2 separate regions of the Mus musculus genome follow, and region 2 is linked to region 1. Evidence: chromatin contacts called from public promoter capture Hi-C data. All regions are on one chromosome and are shown on one strand. Each heading gives the region's core, a stretch centred on a gene start, on an enhancer-like site or on the middle of the called end of the contact. The rest is flanking DNA. Distances are from core to core; before and after follow the strand shown.

Evidence for each region. Capture Hi-C pulls out chosen DNA fragments and counts their contacts.
Region 2: a promoter capture Hi-C map of adipose tissue shows a contact between it and region 1. The contact joins two enhancer-like sites. A contact is called at or near these places in 1 of 15 datasets of contacts at CTCF or cohesin (the NIH/3T3 cell line), 1 of 115 datasets of contacts at active chromatin or transcription factors (embryonic stem cells) and 1 of 9 other capture datasets (adipose tissue).

What each region holds. Positions count from the first base shown.
Region 1 is chr10:76,731,872-76,734,380 of GRCm38.p6, forward strand. No RefSeq gene overlaps it. Among named protein-coding and RNA genes, the nearest start is that of Col6a1, 7.1 kb to the left of the region's middle. Within about 2 kb of position 1,255, at least 160 of the 459 cell types and tissues checked have an H3K27ac peak or open chromatin away from gene starts, as enhancers often do. A contact at or near this core is called in adipose tissue, where this site is marked.
Region 2 is chr10:76,798,123-76,800,631 of GRCm38.p6, forward strand. Pcbp3 (poly(rC) binding protein 3) reads right to left here. Exons shown (of 16, transcript NM_021568.2): 5 at 1,407-1,430; 6 at 505-537. Among named protein-coding and RNA genes, the nearest start is that of Col6a1, 73 kb to the left of the region's middle. Within about 2 kb of position 1,254, at least 52 of the 459 cell types and tissues checked have an H3K27ac peak or open chromatin away from gene starts, as enhancers often do. A contact at or near this core is called in adipose tissue, where this site is marked.

The DNA of each region.
Region 1 (2,509 bases), core at 5-2,504:
GAGGCTGGATATTCTGAGAACCCTAGCTAGCAGTGGAGCCAGAAAATTCACATAGCTCTAACTCTTTCCTCTTCTCCGGAGGAAGGGGCGATTTCCCCCCAGAAAAGCAGCTGACCCACGCCGCAGGCTGCAACACATGGGTGTCCCCACGGATCCCCGTGGAAATCTTGTCTCGAGTCTCACTGCCAAAGCCTCGTCCTGGGAGCGTGACCCTGACTCCCGAGGACAAGCAGAAGCTTCCCCAGGGGCAGAAGCAGGAAGCAGACAGACACTTTAGCAGGACACTCTACGCCAGCTGGAGCCACGGCTTAAGCACAGACAAAAGCATTTGGAGAACGGGCATCTTTGGAGCTGTAGGCAGAGGTTTCTGCTCTAATCTGCTTCTCTTACATACACCCCTAAACCCCGGTCCTCACCGCCCAATCTATATAGAGCCTCTGCACGCTGGTCCTTTCTATGGAGGTAGAGGGACCCAAGGGATGCACAGATAGCTGGGGCAGCTGCACAGGTCACCAGAGAGTGCCATAATCATTCTGTGCTTGCTGCTGGTGGTCTCTAGACGAGAAGCCAGTGGGCAGAACGAGTCATATCTCCTTTTCCGCCCCAAGATCCCTTGCAACCTTTTGGTTCCATCAGCTAAGTTTCTAACAGCTCCCCCCGCCCCATACACACACAAGTGCACAATGACTCCCTTCTCTCCGGGAGCTGTGAACCTGACCTTGGGGAGGTAAAGGGCTCTGAAAAGTGGGTACCCTTGACCCTGGGGATAGTTGAGAAATGGCTACATGCAAAGCAGGGATTGAGTACCATGAATAGCAGGCCCATGCTGAGCACAGAGTTATCCACTGAGCCTGCTGAGGGCTGCAGCGCCCCAGGAACACTTTACACAAGGGTCCTTGGGCTCTTATCCTTTCTCAAGGGACCCTCTCCATCGAATTGCCAGCTAGCATGGCTGGCTGTGAACACAGTGACTGGGGGCTCTGGTTCTGGACGGGTTAAACTTTCCTATTACCTCATACTGGCCTCCTGCCTGTAGAGAGAGAGAGAGAGCAACATCTGGCAGAGGTATTTCTCCAGCAGAGCTTGGGCCTCTGGAGGAGCAGCCTGGCTCCTTACCAGAGGCCAGCTGCAGGCTTAGGCGGAACTCAAGGGAGGGGGCTTCCCGGGAAAGGATAGCCACAGTGGTGCCGCACCACCTGGGTCCCCGAAGCCCACCCTCAAGGGCCTGGAGATGACAGCCAAGCATTCCTGTGAACAAGAGTCACTTCCTGTCCTGCTAACCCTGGGAAGATGCTGGAGCTGCGGTGTGGAGGGCTGGGCTAAGCATTACCCCAGACGTTTTGAGGGGCTAATAGGGTTTCAAAATGAGATCTACTACGAGCCCAGGACCGTGTTGGAGACCACCAGGTCTGGGGTATGCCCTCCTTGTCTTTATCCCCCAACAGCCACAAAAGCAGATCCTGCCCCTCCCACCCCCAACCAGAGTCTGTAAGTGATATTCTGGGGATCAGACTGCTGATCAACATGCAAAATTGCTGCCTTTCTCAGCCAGAGGTGGCGCTGGGGAGCTGGGGAGCCGCACCAGGCATGCGTCCTGTCTCTGCAGAGCCCCTGGCACTTGGAGTGTGGGTTCCACTGTATAAGCCTCGCGCTGAACTGTGATTGATATTTCCCAGCTGCTGCCAAGACTCTTCGTGGAAAACTGCTATAGCCTGACCGCCTGAGTTCTAGCGAAGACAAGCCTAGTCAGAGAAGACTTCCTCACCCCACCCTGCTGTGCGCAGGAGAGAACAGGACACTCCCTGCTCTCTGCAGGGAGCCAAGCAGGGGACTCCAGGCCCAGTTCACTCTTCACCTCAGGTAGCCAAGGATTGTCACAGCGGAACAGCAATATATGCAAGGGGTTGCTAAGACCCTTGGTCTCTTCTCAGCCACACTGGGGCTTGGAGACTCTCCAGCCTGCTGCTTCAGGGTGGCCTGGCTGGCAGCCTTGTCCTCTCACCCTGCCTGGCCTCATCCCCCAACCATGGAAGCCCCTCATCCTTGGTACTCTCTGAAGATGTCGAGGAGACCGAGGGACCCAAGATCAGCCAGGGCAGCAAGACAGGCTGCATGCAAGAGGTGGTCAGGGGTCTTTTCTAGCCTCTGTGCTCTAGGCTGGGGACATAAGAACCAGGGACATTCAGATCTGGGCTGGTTCCTGCTCTGTCATCTACCAGTTCTGTGACCTAAGGCCAGAGAAACAAGCCAACATTGTGTTGCCACATCTTCAGGAGATACCCCTCTTAGTATTGGTTAGTGAGAGTTTATGATGGGCTATTAATGGCAGTGTCGGAGTAAGACAGTCTCAATTCCTTATCAGGAGGCCACCATCAACAGGTCCCATGTAGACTCTGTCCAGATGTGCTAGAATAGTGATTCTTAGCCTTCCTAATGCTGTGATGATTTAATATAGCTCTCCATGTCGTGCTGACCCCCGACTATAAAATTATTTCATTACTGCTATTGT
Region 2 (2,509 bases), core at 4-2,503, 66 kb after region 1:
ACAGGGTCTCATGCAACCAAGCTGGCCTTAAACTCCCTGTGTAATGGAGAACAGCCTCGAACTTCTGTTCTTCGGCCCCTGTCTCTGTTTCCCTGGTGCTGGGGTTACAAGCATGTATCATCATGCATTCCCAGAGTAGGTTTTTGTTGTTATAACACAGGTTTTCTCTGTGTAGCCCTGGCTCTCCCAGAACTCACTCTGTAGACCAGGCTAGCTTCAAACTCAAGAGATCCGCCTGCCTCTGCCTCCCGAGTGCTGCAATTCCTTACCACCACCTGGCTAGAATTTTAATTAGTATGAGGTCCAGTGGTCCCTAGGAGAGCTTATGGCCTCAACAAGCTGGATGCTGTTTGTGTAGCATGTCAGAGAGGATTGCCCCTCGTTGCCTAGCATCCCTGATACAAGGGCAGGTCCATGAGAGCCACAGCAGTACCATTCTCCACCCCCTAGGGCTGGCCAACCTGACCTGGGGAGGGGATAACATTTAGGGCAGAGCACACTCACCTCTTCACGCATCTTCTTTACTGTTTCTCCTTTCTGGAATGGAGACACATAAGGAAGTCTGTCACTGCCAGGGGCACAGAGGGTCCCTGCGCCTGACACAGCCTAGCCCTGGCTGCTAGTGGGGGGTGCGGGGGCTGCCTACCTCTGGTCTGCTCCCTGTCCTTGCCAGCCCCCGTGAGTTAGCTGGTCTCTTTACTCACTGGGGCCCACAATCCAGGGGCACCACAGATGAATAAGCCGAGGCATGGGAAGGGAGGTACAGTCACCCAGAGGTGGAGCTGGTCACGTGGGTGAGCTTTGATCAGACTCAGGCCCGTTGTTATGACAGCGCTACAGATCCAGTAGCAGGTGTGATGCCTGGCAGGAGCTAGGGTTACGAGATAACCAAAATACAGACAGCATCCAGGAGGGCAGTCTCTCCTCTTTCACACGGCAGTGAGCTTTTGATCCCCCTGCACTCCCCTACTCTGGGAAGCAGCTTTCGCTTTCGTTGTATTGAGAGGAGGACAGTAATGCTTCCTATGTCTGAAACCCAGAGGTACCAGGCACCGAAGTGGGAACAGGAAGCTTCAAAGTGCCCAGCGGGGGCCCTGCCAGGGCCGAGGAAGAACACGTACGTGTGTGTGTGTGTGTGTGTGTGTGTGTGTGTGTGTGTGTGTGTGTGTGTGTGTGTGTGAGATGCACCCAGAGCCAACGGCAAGACTCACAGTACAGTAGGTTCAGGAAGGGAGGGGCATAGACAGAGCTGCCAGGGCAGAGCTTCCTGGGACTCTGACTTCCTCTAGGATAGTGCCAGTGAGGGCCTGTGTAACTGCTGGGGCTAGTCAGCACCAGGGGCTACTGCTGTCTCTGTCTGTCAGCTTCTAGAGAACCAAGAAAGACACAAGTCACTCAATAATTACCTTCCCGATGATGCTTCCAACTTCCTGTAGGGAAAAAAATCACAGAGAGATGATGTCACAAGGCACTCTGGGGCTGGCGTGAGGGAGAAGTAAAGCGTTTACAGTGTGGGGTGGTACCAGGGCCTGTGTGCACCAGGGCACCGACCGAGTCGTCCCCTGCCCCAGGGAGAGCTGAGGCTCTCAGCCAGAACATGTGTCTGTTGGGTTGTCCAGCTTCTCTATGCCTAGCTGACCAGGGGGATCAGAAATGGAGCTGAGCTCAATTAGCCAACTGCCTAGGAGCAAGGCAGACAGTCAGATGCTTTCTAGATAAACAAGGAGAGAGAGTCACCCCTGCACTTAAGGCCTCAAGGAGACCCTGCCACAGATGGACAGGAAGTAATGCCCCTGCCTAAGAACACAGCACTGCCACATTGGTTTATGAGGTAGGACACTTGGAGAAGCCCCTGGCATGGCCTCCACCATTCTGCATTTGGATGTCAATGACTGTGGGGTATATGATCACCTGGATCACTGGCCCCAGCCTGTCCCAGCCCACAGGACAGCTCCAGGAAGCTTCCATCACGGTCTGTTGCTTGGGGCAGGGCCACCTGACTTTCTGCCATGGAAAAATAACCTCTTTCAAAGTCTGACCTGCTTTTCTCACTATTTTAACCAAACTCTCGGAATGCTAGAGCTGCTGTTGATCCCTGTGGAGGCAAAGCATGGGCTCAAGAACCAAGAGGAGAGAATGGTCCTGTGTGGCATTGCCATCATAGGAACTGTGGGCTAATCTGTAGAGAATCCCATGTGGGGACGTGCTACGAGTAAGAAGGATTGGACACTGTCCACCATGGAAAGGGATGTCTGGGTGCAAGGGGACATGCTTTCTGGGGGAGCTGGATATTCCAGAACTGTTGTTCTAGTAGTCAAAATAGTGCACAAAAGCTAGGAGCTAGATCTCTCAGGGTAGAAGGAGAGAGGTCAGGGCACCAGGTTAAGAGCTTCTGTCTTGCTGGGCCAGGTGGGGAGGTGTGACTCCTGGCTATCAGGACAGCACCCACCTATAGCAGTCAGGCACTGGGGTATTAAGGTATATGTGTTAGGTCAACCAGTCTTGAGTA